Regions from separate parts of the Rattus norvegicus genome. Here region 2 is linked to region 1. The links are chromatin contacts, called in public Hi-C maps. All regions are on one chromosome and are shown on one strand. The core of a region is the stretch at or near the end of the contact, and the rest is flanking DNA. Distances in the headings are between cores, read along the strand shown.

Region 1 (6,561 bases), core at 4,000-6,499:
CACAATGTAACTTTCATGTTTCTTTGGGTTATCAAGCTAATTGAATATTACTGTTATTACTAATAGAACTGGCTTTGTGAATTAATCAACTGCTCTCAATCCTACTGCTTTTTCTGAAGCTAGGCTCCGAAAGGAGAACTCAAAAAGAAAGACCAAGAAGAAAAAGAAAAATCCTCGTTGGGGTGGATATAGTAGCCTGGTGTGGCAGCACATGCCTTTAATCCCAGCACTCAGGATACAGAGGCAGGAGGATCTCTGAGAGCAGGAGGCCAGCCTCAACTACATAGTTTCAGGCTAATCAGAGCTACACAGTGAGACCCTGTCTCAAAAACAAAACAAGCAAGCAAAAAACAGAGATGGCTATAGTAAAATTCTTATTTTCTTCAAAGGTCTTAAAATTATTTTTTAATCATATGTATAGGTGCCTGGGTGTGGATATATACATATGGGTGCAGGTGCCCTCAGAGGCCAGAGACAGCAAATCTCTTGCAACTGAACTGTAGGTATTTGTGAGCTCTCTGACTTGGGTGCTAGGAACTGAACTCCAGTTCACTGGGAAGAAAAGTGCTCTTAAATGCCAAGCCATGGGCTGGAGAGATGGCTCAGTGGTTAAGAGCACTGACTGCTCTTCCAGAGGTCCTGAGTTCAATTCCCAGCAACCACATGGTGGCTCACAACCATCTGTAATGAGATCTGATGCCCTCTTCTGGTGTGTCTGAAGACAGCTACAGTGTACTCATGCACATTAAATAAATAAATGTTTAAAAAAAATGCCAAGCCATTTCTCCAAGACCATAACTTATTTTAAAAGTTATTTCCTCTGGGTGATGGTGGCAGTCGTCTTTAATTCCAGCACTAAGGATGCAGTTCTATGAGTTCGAGGCCAGCCTAGTCTAGAGTGAGGAGACAGGCTGTCCAGAACAGCTGGGCCTACACAGAGAAACTCTGTCTCAAAAAACAAAGAAAAAATATTTTCAGCTGGTTTGGTGGTGGTACACACCTTTAATCCCAACGTTCAGAAGTCAGAGGTAAGCGGATCTCTTGAGTCTGAGGCCAGCCTGATCTACATAGTGAGTTATGGGACAGTCAGGACCACACAAACACTGTGTCAAAAAAAAAATCAGCATTAGAGTAGGGTTAAGTATTTAGGAAGTTATGACGAACTCACTCTTTCCTGATAACAAGTGACTGCAGAGAGCCAACATGGGAGGTGCTTACCCAGAGTCAAGTCAGATGGCCTCTCAGAGCTGGAGCAAAAAGATGTTTGCAGAGCTATCAAATCTGCATGTGCATCACACCCAAGGATGCACAATGGGCTCACCACTCACTCATGCCCGACCGTTCAATACCATCGTCAAGCACGTCATACTCAAAATGGTAGGAAAAAGGGGCTGGACAAATGGCTCAGCGACTAAGAGCACTGACTGCTCTTCTAGAGGTCCTGAGTTCAATTCCCAGCAACTACACGGTGACTCACAACCATCTGTAACGGACATATATAAAATAAATCTCTATAAGTTACCATGGGCAAACTCACAAACACCTTTCTCCTAGATTCAGAACAAATGCAAAGGTTTAGATTATGTATCCAGGAAGCTATACGCTTATCCAAAGCCTGGAGGAAGGTATTGCAATAGATGTTCAAGATACCCCCAGGAAGGGTTTCAAGACTCTGAAAGGTCATCTGAAGCAAAGCATTCTACCTTCCCACCAGACGAGCTTGCCTCACAGAGGTCAGGACTGATGGTTCTCAACAGGAAGCAACTCTTGTTCCACAGTGGACACTTGACAATGTCTGAAGATACCTTTTGTCCTCACAACTGATGTTAGTAGGTAGAAGCTAGAGAATGCACAGATCAGCCCCCACAACAAGGAGGCCTAGGATGCACAGGCCAGCCTCTACAACACAGGAGGCCATCTGACCCAAGCTGTCAAGTGTCCAGGTTGAAAGCTCCTGGCCTAGCATGAATCCCACCACCTTGGAGAAACCATGCCTTCAAGACTCCTCGAGCTGAGAAGGAAAGGGCAGCTGGAGCCTCAGGAGGGGGCCTAAGAGCATCTTTTCTCAGTCCCAACTGAGAAATGGAGATGCCAACAGGCTGGGTCCTTCTTCACCTCTGCCTTCAGAGCACAAAGCCCTGGCATCTGAAGAGATTAAATAAAACCCATGATCCGCAGCCCCTCAGACTGCATAGCCCTGCCCCTCATATCCTATTTCCCTCCTGCACCACCACCCCCACCTCTGGAAGCACAGTTGGAGATTCAAATCTCAATCTTCACTGTCTGGCCCTCAAAAGCTTGGCCTGGTTTGCTTCCACTTCCAGGGACAAAGTCTTCTGGACCCTGTACTGCCTCTCTTTCAGATGACCCCAACTTTCTTCTTACATCAATTGTAAGTTTTCTTCCTCTTCTCCCTGTACCTCTCCTTCTCTTCCTAATTAAGCCACATCCAGGGTGTCGGGAGAGAGAGGAAGGGATTTTGAAGACTTCCGTACTGCAGGTTCTGGGAGCCTATAGCTTCGTGGGTTTTGTGAGGTGCCAACCACACTGTGATCATTAAAGCCCACAGTGGTCCTGGGGAAGAAGGAGTGGTTCTCTTGTTTCTGTTAACCTGGGAGCCAGCTACATCTTGTTTATCAGACTCGGTTTTAATTCAGCTTGGTCAGGTTCCAAGTGCAGAGGTAGAGATTAAAGGCAACGGGAGAATCCAATTAGCTGCCCAGTCTTCTCTAAGCCAAAAAACTCAGGTCACAAACCAGATCAAAGTGAAATGATTTCTCAACAGCTCTGTTCATTAAGGGGAGGGTAAGAGCTCACACTGCTAAGCTGGGATCATTACTGGGACTGGCATTTTAAATACAGTATCTCCCCCAAATTACATGTTTCAGAGGTCAGAGGGAGAAACCCAGATTATCTTACACGAAGTCCCTTGCTAATAGAAACCAGAAAGCCAAAGAGTGTAGGGCGCTAGGAAAGGATCTGAACAAAGCTCTAATATCCCTGGGCAGGAAAACCAAAATAGAGGCTGAAATGGGCCAGGAGTTTGTTCAGCTACACAATCCCTCCTCCAGGGATCTGAAGAATTGAGAAACCAAGGTCTTCCAGGTGGCCCGCTCACCAGTTTGTTAGAGTCCCTCAGAATTCGATCCACCTCTTCCTAGTCACTACAGCTGCAAGGGAAACTCCCCATTGCTCAGGCAGCCCAGTCAAGCCCAGCTTTTTTCTAGACCCCGGATGCAAGAAGAAACACTCTTCCCCACTCCTTACTCTAGGGTTCAGATCTCCATTCCTAACAACAGGAAGCCCTGGGCATAGATTTCTGGCTTCCCTGGTGTCTTATTGAATGGCTAAGGAACATGGGCGGATGGGAGCACAGAAGCCCTGCTCACACCCACTTCCCATAGAGAGGATCACATATTGGATTGCTGTGAGAGCATTGAGAAAAGTGTGAGTCTACAGGAGAAAGGGAGAGACAAAAGGAAAAGTACACTCGAAACAGCAGTAATAACCATGCTTTCCCTCAGTCCCCCCCCCCCCCCCCCCCGCCTTCCTCATGCTGTTCCTCTTTAACACAGCTCCTCATCTTGTGGTGACTCCCAAGTGTAAAATTATTTTCATTGCTACTTCATAACCGCAATTTTGTTACTGTTGTGAATCATAGTGTAAATATGTGTTTTCCTATGGTCTTAGGTGACCCCTATGAAAGGGTTGTTTGGTTCCAAAAAGGTCGAGACCTACAGGTTGAGAACAATGGAAAAGCACTCAGTTTTCTTTTTCAGTTGAGCTAGGAAATGTACTAAATTCTGCTTCACCTCACAGACCACTTCTAGAAGTGTCTCTAGAAGACTGCATATGTAGGGACCTTCAGGTTACAGGTTTGTAGAACACTTGGCGTGTCTCTAATTTAATTTTTCAGCCTGGAGGACAAAACTACTTCTTGGGTGTGAAATATGTACCATCAGCTCGATAAGTTTTACCACAACCTGTCTCAGCAGGCTGACTTCACTTGGAGCTGGGGTCTGACTTTTGTGAATGAAAAAACCGATAGAAAAAGAGGGAGAGGGGAGAGTTGGGGAGAGTGGTAGATGAGGAAAGGAGAAGTCTGCTTCCTCAGAAGTCTTGCTGTCCCCACTGTATCCATTTCATAACCAATGAATGTACCACCATCTCAGCCAGGTTTGGAGAAGTCCCAGAAACCCCATAATGCAAAGTTACTCAAAGCTTAGGGTTTCTCTGTTTCTTTAAGAATTGCAACCACTCACAAACTCTCTTTGAGACTAAAGTTCTTACCCTCAAAGGCAGATTGGAAGTGACATCTCAGAGACCTCCCCTAATTCTGAGAGCCCCCTACTCTAAGTCCACAAGAAACTGTACCTCAAAGGGATTCTGTTTGGTTCAGAGACAAATTAGGGCTTTTTGTTTTAGTTCTTTGTGTGCTCACTTCCCCACCCTGGGACTTCACCATCCCCTCAGGTCCTCTCACACCTTCCCAGGCTCCGTACCCTGAGGCATTGGCTGCTAGGAGCCGGGAAAAGGCCTACACTTCGCACAGATTTTTCTGCTTCCCTCACAACGCACGGCGCTCGGATCGTTTTATTTGTTTGTTTGTTTGTTTATAATTTGGTTTGAGCCGGCAGTAGTCTAAAACAGGTTTAAAAATCGGATCTTTTCTAAGAAAAAGAAAGAAAGAAAGAAAGAAGGAAAGAAAGAAAAGAAAGAAAGAAGAAAGAAAAGACATGGTGGTTGTTAGATGGTCGAGTTAAAAGGAGCACAAGAAACCCTCGGACTGGCTCCCGGGACCCAACCCTCCTGCTGAGGGACAGGACCCAGTTAGACTGAGCGATGCGGGGCGGGATTGGGACACCTAAACAAGAGGCAACTTTGTCTAGCCATTAAGCTGAGCGCCGCCCGGCACCCTCATAGCCGCCGCCTCGTTTTTTTGTTTTTTTTTTTTTTTTTTGGGGGGGGGGGCTAAAAACCCTGACTAAACTGAAAATTGGGGGCGCGGAGGGAAAGAACAAGCAACGACTTTTAAACGCACACCTCTGTTGCGCTAAAGCTGGCAGCCAGGCATGGCCTGCCAACCTCGGGCTGCGCACTTTCACACTGCAGGCCGGCCGCAGCCTGGAACCCGAGTGTTCACAACCGAAGTGAGGACCGCAGGGTGCGGGGCAGGTGCCACCACAGGACCTTACAAGGTTCCCTCCCGAGTCCTGGCCACTGGGAGGGTGGGAGGACCAGCCCGGGGTGAGGACGTGATGACCCGGGAATGGAGGCGGGGTTCCCCCCATCCCAGCTGTCCTCCTGGCCCTGTAGCACTCGGACCCAAAATAGCAAGTTCACCCCAGGTCAGCTTTGCTAGAGCTGACCCTGCACCCCAACCTAGCAAGACACTGTCTCACGCGAGCTAGGCCTCCTTCTAGATTGTCATCTCCATCTGGAGCGACATTAGAGACGGGTGAGCAGGGCCTTGAGAAAGTGAAGACTAAGTCGCTACAACCCCAAACTGCGGGAAGACGGTGACCTTGCCCAAGAGGGGCGGCTGGCCGCCTCCGAGGGCTTCCTGGCCACCGCCCGGTGCCGATGAGCCCCTCTGGCGAGGTCTTAGAGGACCAAGGCACCAGGGGCTGGCACAGCTTTTCTCTGCAAGGCGGCCTCTCTCTGGCGCCGCCCGGAAACTGACCTGCAACCCGACAGATAAGCACTTCGAACAATCCGGGAGAGGGAAGAAAACCAAAGCAAAACAAAACAAAAGCAGCCTTCTTGGGTAAACGTGGCTACTCCTTCTTCAAGTTTTCCTGACTTCTCGTAAAGGTGGCCTGGGCGTTTACAGTAAGGGTAGAATAAGTTTTGAGTCTGTAAGACATAACTGTCTCCAGACTTGCCTCTCCCGTGCCCCCAGCTCGAAGGTTTTTTCAACCAGCGAAAGCAGCTAATGCATTTGCACACATTAAACATCTTGAACGCATAATTACAGGCTGCAGACAGGCTGGACAATAAAATATCTCCCCTCGATATTTTTGGAAACCGTTTGCGACTGTGCCTGGAATAAATAACCACCTCTTTCTATGTCTTTGGCCGGCCTTTATTTCAGAATACCCCTCGCCACATTTCGGTGGTGCTTTTGGAAAAGTGGTGGGGTAGACAGTGGGGAAGCAGCTAGAGAATAAAGCAGGCAGGGTAAGGTCTGTCGGCTGCTCTGAGTGTAGACAGAGACCAGGAACTATACAAAGAAAATGTGTTCTGAGCCCTGTGGGCTTCCTTATTGGCTCTCTAGGCCTCAAGGCTCTGGGCACCAAACCCTCTCCACCATCTCTCTATCCAAAGGAAGACCAAGAAGACTGAAGGAACAGATCGCTGAATTCTTGCCTCAAAGGCACCGTGCAACCCAGTTTCTACGCTGAGCTTCGTACTTCCTGGGAAACCTACCAGAGGAGGAAGAGCAGGATGACGGCCTAGCAGCAAGCCTGAGAGGACGGAAGCTTAGGCAGTTATTTTCATCCAGAGGCCTGGGTCTCTCTAGCTTCCCTGGAGTCTTAGTAGCCTGGTCTGTAAAATGGA
Region 2 (7,264 bases), core at 2,392-4,891, 580 kb before region 1:
ATCCACAAATAACAGGCACATATGCCAGATACCTACATACAACTGAAAGCCGCTAATCTGTACAGCCTGAGATGTCTACAGGTATACGTCAGTAGTCCTCTCATTGTCTAACGCATCTGTTCCGACAGAGCAGGCGGTTCACTGTGTGAGCACTTGCTGCAGGAGCGTAGCCACCCGAGTTCACATTCACCGCACTCACAAGAAGCGGAGTATAGCTCAGTATATGTTGCCTCTTACAGCATCCCAAGCATTCCAAAATGAAGTTCCCAGCACTGGCAAGAGAAAAAAGGAGACTGAGGCGAGGAGGGTCCCCTGGCTTGCTGGCTGCCAGCCTGTCGCTGAGTTCAGGGAGAGACACTGTCTCAAGGGAATGAGGTGGCAGTGACAGGACACCTGAGATGTGCTCTGGTGGGAGTTTCTGTTCTGATGGGTGTTGAAGTCCACATTTAGCTTCAACTTACTTGGTCTAGGTATGTTTAGCCCTGTAGTTTCTGGTCCAAGGGGCTCTGGGGTTGAATTGCACACCTTACTCTCCAAATTTAATCACAGAAAAGCTCAACCATTTGCCCAAGTTCTTTTAAAGAAAATGTCAACGATGTTTTTAGAGAATAAATTGGCAACATGTTAGAGAAGTGTATCTGGCCACCTCGGATGGCAGCAGTAAAGAGGTTTTTAGTGTGTGCTCTGGCATTTGTCGTTAAGTAGCGTACTTGCTTTGTAGTTAGCCGCCGTCCCAAGGGATGATGTTGTTTCTGACCTAGGCAATTCTGAGGTTATGCTTAGAGGGGAGCTCATCGCTGCTGTGGGAAGTGGGCACCAATGCAGCAGTTTGCAGAGGTTGGCCCAGAAGTGTAGCCACTACATTATTGAATTCATGGAAATGAGAAGCTTTGAATGGTGCCGTGTTTTTAAGATACCTTGGGATGACAGTGAAGTGAAAGAGCATTAACTGCCTTCTTGCCTGCTTCAGTGACAGCATGACATGGCTGTCTAAATACTCATTTGAAAGCACCCCTTTCCTGCCCTCCTGAAGGAAGGTAGTCTGGGCAAATGAACATGTGTGCCTGGGAGCAAATCCTGTTCTCCTAAACTTCTGTGCGAGTCTAAAACTGTCTCTAGCTATGTTCTTGATATAAAGAGAAAGTGTCTATGGCATTTCTGAAATACTTGCCTGACACACAAGGTCTGAAGTTGGCTGCAGACATGTGGGCAGAGTGCGGCCCAAGGCCTATCCTGCCACAACAGAGCCTTTCTGAAGAGGTGAGAGTGGTGGTCAGCCCCACTACTGTCCACCCCACCCAGCAAAAAGGAGGCAAAAATAGTTTACTGTGACCATTGGTGACTTGTAAGTGAATTTTGGATGACACTTCTCCCCAAAATGATCCATTTCTTTCTGCTTCTTCCATTGACCAGGGACTTGCCCATCCCTGCCAGACACGTTACCTTTTATACCTTCCTTGATCTCAGTGCTGAAAACTGGTGCAGGGTTTTCACTGTCGAACCCTAGCCACTGAATCCTGTGACTGTGGCATTAACTTCCTTCCCCGAGCTGAGGATATGCACATATACTAGGCTTAATCCTCATCACCTGTCCCCTGCCCAGGCTGCCAGCAAGCATTGAGGGGCAGCAGGCAGCAGTGGGGGAGGATCATAAATGTGGCGGCAGTGGCGCCAAGCCTGAGCTGTGTTGCCATTCCTCAGCAGCCCACATGTGCTGGGAAGCCGCCATTCCTTCCTGGCAGCCTCAGCCTCCCAGTGGGAGATAAGCTGAGCTAGGGCCTAGTCTGGCAGCCAGATTCCAGCCTGAACAGACAGCATGGGGCTGACTTGGGATGACTGGCATGGGTATGCTGAGCACACCACAGCCAGCAGCTGTCCCCTTCTAACCAGGGCTGTTGACAGGTCCTGCTGAGAGCCCTTGCTCCTGAATTTAACAAATCTGGAGGCTCGACATTTTCATTTTGGGATTTCATTTGGAAGCATCATTTTATTAGAACCAAAATCTCCAATCCATTCTCCTGAAGACATACTGATCTTGTCTATCACACGGAGAATCCTCTGGGTGAAATTGTTGCCAGTCCCCAGGATCCCAGTAAAACTGCAACCTTGCCCTCAGACCCCTGCCTCCTTGGTATCCCTGTAGTCTCTCAAGAAAGTCTGTTAAATGACCACAACACCATGAAAGGATAGTTCAACACAGACTTCTTCGGTCTCATTGTGGACTGCCTGGGTAAGAAACCCTGTGAGATGTCTACCCACCTCTGTGAGTTGGCAAAAGTATGGGTTTTTTCATGATTCAAGAGATTTATAAATGGCCCTACACTGTATAACTTTACTAAAGGGAATATTTGGGCTAATGCTCCACCTTGCAAGTGAATGCTTTTGGCTCATTGACAGAGTGCTTTCTTAGTGTGCCTGAGGCCTAAAGTTCAGTCCCCAGTACTGAAAGGAAAAAAAAATCAATGCTCTTAGCTGTTAAGAAAAATAACTCAGTTCCTTTTAATACTTGTGCTGACTTAAAAATATTTTGAAAGACATGTCTTCAGAGAGGTTCTCAGACTAGCCGTGGTGGCACCCACCTGTAATCCCAGCAGTCTGGAAGGCCTTTAGTTCAAGACCACCTGGGCTATAGTTACAGCAAGAGCTGGAATAAGAAAATAAACAAAAAGGTTATTGATTGTTTGCTGAGAAGCAAGCAGACTCCCCCACAGTGTGGCCTGGGGAATGTCCATTGCTCCAACAGAACCTAGGCCTTCTTCCGTTTCCTTGTCTCTAGATGCTTCCTCATTTTTATCTCTTTAAAGGGGGTTCTTCTGATTTATGTGCGTGTATATAGGTGAGTGTTGTGGCAGATGTGTGCTGGTGCCTCAGAATCCAGAAGGCTTCAGATCCCCTGGAGCTGGAGTTACAGGCAGTTGTGAACTCAGGTCCTCCTCGAGAGCAGTGAATTCTCTCAAACCCAAAGACATCCCTCCAGCCCCAGCGCCATTTTTATCTTTTCAAGTAGCTTTCTTTTGGCAATATTTTATATCAATTCCATCTAAAATGTTTTAAATCAATATAAAACGCCCTGTAAAGATTCATGCTAAGTTCCCTAAAACACTTTAGAAATTCCCTATATTTTCCTAAATTGTCACTTCATTAGAATGAGAACTCAGCTGAGGAAGTCTCAAATGCGCCCTCACAGTTGATTTCTCTTTCTTCTTCTCCCTAACCTGCCCTCCTAAGCCGGGCGGTATGAGTGATAATTTCTGAGTGATCACTCAGAGCCTGTATTCTTCCAGACCTTAAGAACAGTTAGGATGTTGACAATGAAAACAATCAGTTGAAGACAGAAATTTGCGTCCTGAACAAGCCAATAAAGGAGTTTTTCCTAAGATTGGGGGGGGGGGGTGGTGGATAACCAGTGTCTGGCTGCCCTTAGGAAATAGCCTTCCAGTGAGGTCTGACTCAGTTTTGATCATCTTCCCCTCCACTGCTATTGAATGAAAAGCCACGCTGGCAAGAGGCTGCCAGGCTTGTGACCTGCAGAGGGCGCTAGAATACCGTATTTTCTGAGCCAGTCCTTCCAGAAATAAGGAACTGGGAAACTGTCGAAGGGGGAAGGGGGAAGCCTAAAGCTTCTTAATGCTTCCAGCAGTCACACTGCTTGCAGTCTGGTAAACAGGCTGGGAATTGTGGGCAAGGCCTTTCGCTGCGCTTTGCACTAGTGTAGATCAGAGGACTCTGTCCGGACTCATTACTTTCATAGCCTGGAGCTAGTTCACACAGCAGCAGGAGTCCACCGAAGGGCTTTTAATTAATGAAATTGAAACTGGCGCTTAGAACTGTGGATTAGGAGTAGTCAGGTTTTTTTTGTTTTTTAAGTATTTCAAGTAATTTATAAAGCACTTACATAAATAGAAAGCTTTAAATGCTGATATTCCATAAAAAGTAAATAAAAATATTTTTATGCATTAAGACTTAATTAAGTGGCATGATTTCATGTCACAGATTTAAAACAGGGCAGGTGAGACCTGCCAACATTACTACAGCTGCGTTTTACATGAGGAAAGTAATTAAAATGGTTGTTTATGTCTTTTTCCACTTACAGGTATTTAGACTGCTCTGTATTACACCATATATTTTCCCAGCCATCGTATTATGGCAGTATATCTTAGCAGGCGATACCTTTGTTGTTTGTGGAAAGGTGAGGAGACATTTGTCAGACAAAACAGCTGTGTGTGCCACTGAGGCTGACAAGGACTTCTTCCTGCCAGAGGGGCCTTTTGTCTGTTCACATGCACCTCTTTTTCCCCTCTGAATAAAATTCAATTAATTTTCACAAGAACAGTTTTCCCTTCTATTGTCAGGAAGAAAAACAGAAGGCAAAAACATACTGATCATCTGGACCTCACCCTGTGTGAATGAGTCCTGTTTGAAGCTGCTCTGTTTCTCTTGTTCAGCTAGGAATGTGCTAACCTTACATCAGAGGACCCACCTGTGTGAAGTCGAGTGGCAGTTAGCAATGGGAATAGTGTCCTGACTTCCCACATCAGAGCTAGCCTTCAGTTCTCTGGATAGAACACAGACAGATCTATCACTGTGTACTTATTTACTGCCGTTATTTATGTTAACAGTCACAATGACATTATTACTTGATGAAGTTTTAACGACGTTCATAATTTTGTGCCCCAAGAGGCATCAGTTACCAAGTGAGGCTGAAATCTCAAAATCAAGCTGAGGTCCCAGCACTCTAAAACATTGAGTGTAATGTATAGTACAAGCTTGGTGAGTCCCGGGTGGAGGACAGGGGCATTTGCCATTCCTCCAGCACAATGGGACTTCTTTTCAGGCTTTCAGTCACACCTGTGAGTTGTCCTCTTGCTCGGACTGTGTGAGCAGCAGTTGAGGATTCTGAGGTGCACACAGTTACAGAGGGTGGGGTAGGACAGCCTCCATAGTCATTTAGCAATCAATCACCTATAGGAACAAGGCGCAAATTCTCCTCTGTACCTCTTCCCTAATAGCAGTATAGCAGTTGAGCTATTTCAAGTTGCTTCTGCTTGAGTCAGTCAACAGTATCAACATAGATACAGTTGGACAGCCCGTCACCCTGATCTTCCTTGGTTGTTCGTTCCAGCTGTAGCCTCACCATGCCTGTGCCCTGAGCCTGCAGCCCAGCTCTGTGGCAACACTTTATCTACTAGAAAGCTGTTGTTTCATGGAGCACCCTCTATGCACGACAATGTGCCACTCAAGTGCTCGAAACATGATTGCCAGGCTTACTTTTCCACCTACTTTTGAAGAAATTGCATCACTGTTCATTTTTTTAATCATCACCAACTAGAGAATGAGAGAACTTATGTTTTTTATTCCTCACTGAAATTAGCTCCCTAAAATGTCCAACTTCCGTTCCCATTCATAACTCCCAGATCTGAAATATGCCCCCATGTTCAAAAATTGTAATTCTGCTAAATGTAATTTTAAGGCCTGCACCAGTGAGATAGTCTCCTCCCCTAGCATTGAAATTGCTCGCCCGTGTTTCAGCACCACCTCCTTCACTTACAAGCAGCGAGCAGCAGCCTGGAGTTAGCTCTGCAGCTTCAGAATTCCCAGCTCTCTATTTCTCTCTGAGAAAGAGCAGTCTGAGGCAGAGGGCTGGCCAGATGACTTTCCAGGGGCCATGTTTAGACTGTTCTCACTAATGAAACCTGAACCAGGCTCAAGCATTCCTTCTCAGCAATCTGTGCCATTCCTCAGAGCTCACAGCACTTCAGTACAAACCACCAAATTCCATTTTAAATTCCACTGGCTGTTTTCTGCTCCTGAAGTTATCACCACACCGCTGCGAGGCTCCGCTCCTTTAGTTATTGTGGAAAGCTACAATGAATAGGTTAGCGAGAGTCAGTTCATACAGAAACATGGGAATTTGCATTGTTGACAAGAACTGCCACAGCTCCTCTCCATGCCGGGCTGTGGCAAATGTGTCCTCAGACCCCCACCATGCTCTTCTTGCAGCCATGCATGCTGAGAACTATTGGGTTGGGTCAGTGACGCAGTCCACACACGACTGCACGTGGGCAGCTCCATTCCTTAGCCAGCACTCTTCGTAAGCTGCTGACTTCTTCCCTCCTTTGCTGATGATATTGTAGAGGTGCCCAGCACGTGACCTCTGCCCCCCAGAAGTCTCCTGATGCCCTTAGTGAAGGACCGCTAAAAACATAGGAAAGCAGAAGTGACCGAGTGCTGAATTCTGTGTCCTTCTTAGGTTGGAATCAGTGTTCACACAGAGGGAAGTCTCACTGGAGCACTGGGGAAAATAGTTCTTGATCCAGAAAGTAAGCAATTACTGGACTTTCTTGTTATGTAACGAAAAGTGAAGTAAAAAACCTGACCTTCAGACGCATTTGCCGATATTGCCGGAGCAAATAGTCCCTAGATCTCAATGACAAGCATTTGGTGACTGTTCTTTTTGAACCCCAGACCTCATTTGAAGATGTCCTACTCATTATAGCCACTCAAGAACCTTGTCTGTGCCTGCAGTGGTAGCACATGTCCTTAAACCCAGCACTTGGAAGGTAGAAGCAAACAGATCTCTGTGAGTTCAAGGCCAGGCTGGTCCACAGGGCTAGTTCTAGGACAGCCAAAGTTACACAGAGAAGCCCAGTCTCAAAAAACAAAAAACAAAAACCTAACCTAACCAAACCAATAAACAAAAAAACTAACAACAATAACAAAACTTTGCCAGTTAGACCCATGTTCTTTTTTTTTTTTTTTTTTTTTTTTTTGGTTCTTTTTTTTCGGAGCTGGGGACCGAACCCAGGGCCTTGCGCTTCCTAGGTAAGCGCTCTACCACTGAGCTAAATCCCCAGCCCCTAGACCCATGTTCTAAACCCATTCAGGAAGAATCACTGTTAGCATGTGTATGTCATTTTTCAAATCAAGCCATATCCCGAAACTAATCTCAAGGAGAATGAAGATGTGCTGATCTATCAGGTGCCGAGAAAATAGAGAGCAAGAAACATGGGCAGTAGCACCAGGGCCTGTCCCCACTGCCTGTGAAGTCTTAAGGAAGGGTAAAATGCTGGAATATCATTTTAGAGAAAAAAGCTTATACTCTGGCAGTCATGACCAAAAGGTCCTACTGTGTGGACATCCTAAAACAGCCTTCTCAGCTTCCAGTTCTGCTTAGAAGACACCTTTGGGCTTCCCACCAACGAGTGCCCAGTGTCTTAGTGAAATGTCTGCAACGAGCTGCTTTGTTAATTGCATTGCTAGTTTC

The links. Hi-C and Micro-C count contacts between places; a contact is called where the count stands out from the background.
Region 2: a Hi-C map of kidney shows a contact between it and region 1, with 5 times the contacts expected there. The contact joins two enhancer-like sites. A contact is called at or near these places in 4 of 12 Hi-C or Micro-C datasets (frontal cortex, kidney and psoas muscle).

The regions. Positions count from the first base shown.
Region 1 is chr4:82,703,594-82,710,154 of GRCr8, reverse strand. No RefSeq gene overlaps it. Among named protein-coding and RNA genes, the nearest start is that of Hoxa13, 15 kb to the right of the region's middle. Within about 2 kb of position 5,249, at least 2 of the 93 cell types and tissues checked have an H3K27ac peak or open chromatin away from gene starts, as enhancers often do.
Region 2 is chr4:83,280,713-83,287,976 of GRCr8, reverse strand. The region is part of intron 2 of Jazf1 (JAZF zinc finger 1); the gene reads left to right. Among named protein-coding and RNA genes, the nearest start is that of Tax1bp1, 130 kb to the right of the region's middle. Within about 2 kb of position 3,641, at least 10 of the 93 cell types and tissues checked have an H3K27ac peak or open chromatin away from gene starts, as enhancers often do.